Linked DNA regions of Mus musculus: region 2 is linked to region 1. The links are chromatin contacts, called in public HiChIP or PLAC-seq maps. All regions are on one chromosome and are shown on one strand. Each heading gives the region's core, a stretch centred on a gene start, on an enhancer-like site or on the middle of the called end of the contact. The rest is flanking DNA. Distances are from core to core; before and after follow the strand shown. Region 1 overlaps Gm34799 (a long non-coding RNA gene). Region 2 overlaps Qk (quaking).

Evidence for each region. HiChIP or PLAC-seq counts read pairs in DNA pulled down with a chosen protein or histone mark.
Region 2: a contact with region 1 is called in an H3K4me3 HiChIP or PLAC-seq map of embryonic basal ganglia, with 4 times the contacts expected there. The contact joins two enhancer-like sites. A contact is called at or near these places in 2 of 115 datasets of contacts at active chromatin or transcription factors (bone marrow-derived macrophages and embryonic basal ganglia) and 1 of 9 other capture datasets (liver).

Annotation. Positions count from the first base shown.
Region 1 is chr17:9,877,617-9,881,413 of GRCm38.p6, reverse strand. The region is part of intron 1 of Gm34799 (a long non-coding RNA gene); the gene reads left to right. Among named protein-coding and RNA genes, the nearest start is that of Gm34799, 27 kb to the left of the region's middle. Within about 2 kb of position 1,668, at least 52 of the 459 cell types and tissues checked have an H3K27ac peak or open chromatin away from gene starts, as enhancers often do. A contact at or near this core is called in embryonic basal ganglia, where this site is marked.
Region 2 is chr17:10,226,323-10,230,119 of GRCm38.p6, reverse strand. All of the region lies in intron 4 of Qk (quaking), which reads left to right. Among named protein-coding and RNA genes, the nearest start is that of Gm34972, 82 kb to the right of the region's middle. Within about 2 kb of position 1,794, at least 12 of the 459 cell types and tissues checked have an H3K27ac peak or open chromatin away from gene starts, as enhancers often do. A contact at or near this core is called in embryonic basal ganglia, where this site is marked.

The DNA of each region.
Region 1 (3,797 bases), core at 419-2,918:
CGTGCGTGCGTGCGTGTGTGTGTGTGTGTGTGTGTGTGTGTGTGTGTGAAATGAAAAACTAAACCTAAGGTTGGAATAGAAAAACTTTAAAATGAGTTAAAATATCATAAATTTTGGTTAGAAATGATCACACAGGAAAAAAAAAGGTCTGACATGAAAATTGGTTTGGGACTATGATTGAAGGAGTAAGAAGACAATGTGGTGAGTATGTGTGTGAGTGCACACAGGTGTGCATGTGTGTGTGTACATGTGTGTATGTGTGTGCATGTTTCTGTGAGTGTTTGTGGGTTCATGTGTGTATGTATGTGTGTGTATATGTATGTATATGTGTGTCTGTGTGTGTTCCTTTGTGTGCATGTGTATATGTGCATGTGTCTGTACATATGTATAGTGTGTATGTATGCATATATGTATGTACATGTGTGTGTGTATGTGTTATGTTAGCTCCTGAACAGATAGCTGAGTTTATGTGGAGTGAGAAACACCAACCAGAGGTGCCCACAGAGCGATCATGGCAGTACTATGAGCTGTGGGATAATGAGGAATTTTCAACTATTTTCCAAAAAATTATTTAATTTGTATTCACCCAAACATGCATTGCTATAGTAATAAAAAATAGATACTATTTACTAAAGCAAAATAACTTATGTGTTTAAGCAGCAAGAGTCTGTGTACTTTGTGTAGGAAGGGGGTCTCTTTCACTGCCCATTTGTGTCAGATGACTTGCAATTCAGCGAACACAGAGTTCTTTCTAACACACAGGACACCTCCCCAGTGCTTTAGACAGCATCCCTGCACAGGATTTGTCCTCAATGTTCTCTGCCCATTTCTGTGGGTCTGACTTGAGACTAGTCATGGCTTCCTAGGGTCTCGGCTTCGTATATTATTTCTCAGGGCTCAGAAGATGCTGCACAGACGCCTGTGTTCCAGGTGCTTCAGGTATGGGCTGAAGTCCGGAAGATTATGAACGCTCATATTCTCTTGCTGGGGGGAAAGCAGCTGGCAGTATACTCACATCGAGTTCTAGAAATGCCAGAGGGGTGTGGGCCTTACCTAGACCTAACTCTCTTGGCCTGTCCCATGCTGTCTTCGGTTTACTATGGGGGCTTCACCAAGCATAGTCCAGTGTGCGAGCTTTCTGAGCCTCTCACAGTCCAGAAACCCATCGGCTGGGAAGATGGGCAGTGTTTTCCTTCAGGTTCCAGACATAGAGGTTGAAAGTACATTCTCAAACGTCAGGCTTGCATGCTCGTACTGCACTGCAATGCTATCCAAGCAGTCTAGCCCGAGGGCCAATGCCGACCAGAGGGGAGGCTGGGGAGGCAAGCCAAAGGCCCTTCTTGGGTATTCTGTGTATTTTAGCTTGCTTCCTAGCAGGTGGGCAGTGGGGCTGTAGATGTGCTGAAGGATGTGGAGAGGGAACAAACCCCTTCGAGTTCCCATGGCGTTGGCTGTTGAGGACCGGGCTTGGATTCCTTTTCCTTTACAAAACAAATGTTCACCCCACAGTGTCATTGTCCTGGTTCCCAGCTCTTTCCAAAGCCTTCAAAGTCACATTTCGTGCAGTGGCCTTGCCCCCGTGAGGAATCTGGGTCTGTTCTCTTTCTCTTGAGAACATTGCAATGGTAGGATTCTGAGGCACTTGTTTTCTTGTCACGTTCATACCCATGACATCATCTGAGCACAAAGAGGCCTTGTTTGTATGCCAACACAGAGCTGCGGATGCCCACAGCGGTTAGGCTTGGTGGTAGACTTGGAATTAGAGAGCAAAGGGCACATCCACTAACTAACTGCCCAGTGGTGGGTGGGAATTAGGACCCCAGAAGAGGCTGCCACAGAGGTAAGCAGCCCAGAAGTTCTCCTGTGGAAGATGATGCAGGCTGCCAGAAAGCAAACCCAGGAACCATCCTGGCTACACTAACAAGTACAGAAATTCTGACCTAAAAGCAACAACTAATATCCCACTGCGTGACTTCAAATCACATATTTTTTTAAGCAGCAAATTTTAGAAATGTGTCAACAAAAATTCGCCATACCAACCTATTTAAAGAGGAAAATACACCACGCTAACACATTTTAAAAGGACATTTGATAAAAGTTTAGGAGTTCTTAAAAATAACACATTTAAGCAAATCAGAATTAGGAAGAAATAATTTAAATTTGTAAGAGACAATTATTACAAACCAGCAAACCCAGAAGATATTATTGTAAATGGTAAAAGGCTAAATTCATTCCCACTAAAATTATGAACAAGACAAAGGTAATTACTGTCACAATTATCTGATATTTCAGAGGATAAGAAAAGGAAATAATAATTAAAAGGCTGATAAAGAAGAGACAAAATTATTCTTTTTGGCTGTTGATTTGAGTATAAATCTGTAAGATTCAAAATAGTCCAATTTAAAAAGTTATTGCGTTTAATAAATTTGGTAAAGTAATTAGCTGTGACACACGTCCCAATCAATATCTTTCTGTAGCTAGTAGTAACTAGCTAGAAATTAAAATAAGCAAAGCAACCATTCTGTTACACAGTAAAGGCAGTTAACATAAAATATCCATAAATTCAGTTAATCACAAGACCAACTGGGTTGTCAGGAAAGATAACAGACACTTAAAGAAATGAAATAATATCTTCACAAAACAGAAAAATTATTTTTGTATAAAGTTAAAGGTTATTAAAGTGCTGCCCGCCCCAAATTCACAAGCATAATTTTGAAAGCCAATGAAAAAAAAAGCTTTCCCACTCTTGGAAGAATGATTTTTGAAGAATGACAAGGAATGAGCTGAGAGGTGCAAGCCAGACACAGCACAGATACATGCTCTAAAGCCACTGAAATCCAATCAGTATGGCTCTGGGCTACAGGCGACTAGGTCGTCAGAAGCGAATTGAAATCTGACAGGAGAGCCCAGTGTATTGTGGGAGCTTGACAAAGCAGAGCTTAAACTCAGTGAAAAGTGATATCCTATTCTAGAAAAGGCTCTAAAACCCTGACTGCTGCTCTAGGGTAAAATCAGGTTGGTCTCTATCCCACATGATGTGCACATAACTAAATGGGTTGGTGGTGTAAAAGTCGGGGCTGGAACAGGACAGGAGAGAAGTTATGGTAGAAATCGTATGGTTTGGGGTTTTTGCAAGCATGGCAGTGACTTGCAAAAGTCACTTGCAAGCCTGCTTGACTATTCCAAAACCAGGATACCTTTCAGAAAGCTGACAGCAAATGTAGTCAACTAACAGATGAAAAACTGAGAGAAACAGTGTTGCACCAGGAACTCAGAGGTTAAATTCAAAGGGAGGGTAAGGGTCTAATCTGACAAACAGGCAAGGGGCATTTACAAGTGGATGGTATGTAGGCCAGCCAAGCGAAGCCATGCAAAGAACACCTATGACACAGGTCAGCCAAACCCTCATTGTCCACAAGACTTTGCAAAGCTGCCAGAGCTTCACCGCAGGCCGGGGGATGAACAGCTCTTGTTCCACCCGGCACCCTAGAAGTCAGAAAAGCCATCTGGAACAAAGGCAGTCTGTACTGCCACTGGCTCTCAGTGGCAAAGGGTATGTTTTATTCTTCAAAACATATCTAGTAATTTCAGATAATACATGTTTGTGTGAGAATACATGTGCGTGGTGTGTGTGTGTGTGTTTATAATGAGTATTTGTGTCCATGTGCAGAGGACATAGAAATAGGTCTCTCCCTGGCCATGAAGTTTGCCATTTGGGAGGGCTAGGATGGCTGGTCAGCAAGTCCCAGCAAGCCTCTTGTCTCTACCTTTCTTTCTCTGGCTCTGGAGTTACATGC
Region 2 (3,797 bases), core at 545-3,044, 350 kb before region 1:
ATATTCTCCTCTGTGGCCCTCAAAGGACAGATGGACTTGATGCACACATGCATGCATGTATCTCTAGCTGACAAAACCTGTCTGAACAGGGGTTGGCATTAGTGTTTATTGTTCTGCATGGTAGCAGCTTTCCTCTTGTAATCCTGACCTTTATTCCCTCCCGCCCCCAAACACCAATTATTGTATTCAGTTTTCTATAGATAGTACCAAGCAGTGTGACTTACCTGCCTTTGATGGGTGTTGTAAAAGTGGTTACTTTAGCTGTGTGAAAGTGTGAGATGTGTCCCCCTTCCTCTTTCCTGTGTTAAAAGGATTGGTTACCTCAACTGCAGCATTGGAGAAGCCAGTAGCAGATTCAGTTGATGATAATGGGAGGCACTATATGTAAAATGAATCTATGCAGTAATTCTCTTCCTGGTCCACAAAATGTGAAAATGTCTCAGTGAAACCCATTATGCACCATGCTAACGCTAATGCAATTTTTAGAAAAGAAAATGTGTGGGGGGAACAGTAGGCATTTTTATACATCATTATTTCAGAAGGGATTCAAAAAATTCCAGATGAGGGAAACAGGATATTTTTGTTGCTGATATGAAGACTAAGAAGAAAGTGGAACTAAGGGCCTTCATCTCCTAATCTTTTTCTAAAGGAAAACAGTTTCCATGTGTTATGCCAGGACTAAACTGGAAAGCTGAACTGAAAAGTACTAACTTCTGACTGGAGAAATTCATGGTACCAAGAAACAGGAATTTACACTTCAATCTCTTTTGTTTGTTTGTTTGTTTTTTTTGAGACAGGGTTTCTCTGTATAGCCCTGGCTGTCCTGGAACTCACTTTGTAGACTAGGCTAGCCTCGAACTCAGAAATCCACCTGCCTCTGCCTCCTAAGTGCTGGGATTAAAGGCGTGCGCCACCACCGCCCAGCTTTACACTTAAATCTTAAGAGACTCTCTACATACATAGATGTCATTACGCTCAGACAGTTCATACAGTGTTTTGGGGCTGTATGGCTTTGTGATAGAATCCTCCTGTTTTCATATTTACTCAAGGGTATTTTGAACTTAAATATGAATGAGTTTTTAATATATATTTGATTTTTTTAGAAGCATTAGCATCCATAGGGATCTAAGTTAATATGAATTAAATATTTGGTTTTAATATATTACTGCAATTTTTCCAGCTGAGAAATTTGAAATTTTAAGTGTGCTGATTAATCAAGGAATATTTTGAAATTTGGAAATATATTTATCATAACAAAATCATTTTAATTTTCTTTTTAGAAAAACCAGTTATCACTGTCATTGAAATTGAGAAAAAAATAAAGAGAAAATAATATTTTATAATATATATTTTCCTATTTCTCAGGAGTTCTTCTTTGCTTAATGTTCTATGGATTTGACTCATGGTAAATTGTTTTAATTATAATCTGAAAATAATATGAAAGTAATGATGATAGTAAGAGGCATCTGGATACTGAAATAGTTTCTTCAAGACATTTTAAAGCCAGATTGTCAGTCAGTTGCTGCTCTTGGACAAGTACTAGTAACTGAAGTATATGAACAAGTCCTAGTGACTGAAGTATGTGGCATTTTGGCTTTGTTTGTTTTGGTGAGAAAAAGAAATTAAAAGATGTTTAAACATCTAACCAAAATGCATGCAGTTCATGATAAGAGCAAGAGAGAGAGAGAGAGAGGAGAGGAGAGAAGAGAGAGAGAGTGAGCACTTGTGAAGAGGGTGTTTCTGTGCTCGCTGCCATTTTCATCTGAATGGGACTCAGTGTTGTAATTAGCAGTCTCTTCAGAGTGTCAGAGCAGAATTACCATTGTGATGCTTAGCTGTGGGATAAAAGCATTGGATTGGGTCTGCCTGTCTGCCAAACTAAATGAGTTGCAATGGGAATTTTCAAATGTTTGAGGCGGTTACTTATAGTAATTTGATGGGTTTGAATAAACTCATAAATTACAGATTTAGAAAAAAGAAGCCAGTCCTTCTATAGATGAGATTTTTGTAGAGGCTTATGGCTTTATAAGTTCTTGATGAGAGTGAATTGATCCCTGCTCACATGAGGCCAGTTTATTAGGGCTTGTGACCCCCCCACCCCCCCCCCCCACCCCATTAACCCCACAAATGCATGACAAGCACATGTAAGGAAAGAGTTTGGCATCTCTGGGGAAGAGTGTGACAGTTCTGGTCATGATTTTGTTCTGTATTCAGCACTGCAGAGCGTTGTTGGAAGAATAATTTGTTTTTATAAACAATAAGGTAATATTTTAAGTTCATACTATATGTAAATAGTAAATAATGTATTTTTACACCTAGGAGACACAAAGGGTAGAATAAAATTTAAAAAAAAAAACAAACATTTTGGATTCAAATGTGGTTTTCAGGCTTCAATAAGTGGTATTATTCAGGTTTCATGTACATGTTCTCAGAATACACTTCAACTCTCTCCTGAGTCTCCAAAGAATTATATGTTAGCGTAATTTTGAATAAGTGTCCAAAGTGGGGACCATCATAGTGTGTACAATACCATTTGTCCTCAGGACACTGACCATAATAATCAGTTTCTGTGTGGTCTTTTTATCTGTTTTTTAGATTAAACACTCAAAGCTGAAGTATTTAAATTTTCAAGGCTGTATAATTGATTCATAAAATAGATAAAGTATTATGGGAGCCTACTGTAAGTAACTAGGTTGCTGTTTCATTACGAAAATAGTGAAATAGTATAGTAATAATAATCTGGATACCTGAAAATATTGTTGCATCTTTCAAAATACATTATTAGGGGGACACAGTTATATTAGAAAAAGAATAATTATTTAGTTGATAAGTGACAAAGTAAAATATTTTTAAAGTAAAATGTTTTTGTTAATCTTTATTGCATGGTGTTTAGTTGCATGTTGGCATGTCTGAGTAGCATCTTGTATTCCTAATATTTTAGTTGACCCATGGGTGAAACTTGAATCAATGGTGGGTACATTTTTAAAGGTGTACTTGAGTGTAAAGTAAAGGTCCATAGAGGAGTCCTCCCCCACCAGATCTCAGAGTTTCAGTAGAGGTCCTTAGAATCCAATTGGCATAAGACTGTGCTGTGTATGAGGCCCTCTGCTGTGTGCTGCTTAAGCACATGTGACAGGACAGAAAAGGACTTACAGAAATTGACATAGACTGGTTGCTCCCCTCCCCTCCCCTCCCCTCCCCTCCCCTCCTTTCAACTTTTAAAATTATATTTAATTCATTTCTGATTCAGTTATCTTTTATACCACTTCACTTTTAGATGTGTGTTCTACTTAGGGCAAGAACAACTAGAATCAGGGTTACACATAGTTTTTTCTTTTCTTTTGTTTTTTGGTGTTGTTGTTTTGTTTTTTTCGAGACAGGGATTCTCTGTGTAGCCTGGCTATCCTGGAACTCACTCTTTAGACCAGGCTTGCCTCGAACTCATAAATTTGTCTGCCTCTGCCTCCCAAGTGCTGGGATCAAAGGTGTGTGCCACCACGCCCGGCACACATTGTTTTCTTCAGTCATTGGCTATTAACAATCTGGTTACTGTTTGTCCTGTAATGCTATCAGGCTCAGGCTTCTTAAAACAAGTGGGAGCACCTTTCTGCACACTTGGGAGTTTTGTACTTGGTGAAGCTCTGTGTTGTCTGTCGCTCAGTGTCTCATCTATGATAATACTGAACAGCTTGCACAAAGAGCCATTCCTGTGTCAACTTATTGAAGGACACCTCATCTTGACATGTGATTGACAGTTTAGTTTAGATAGCTTATAACTCAAGATTGGAGTTGTTAAC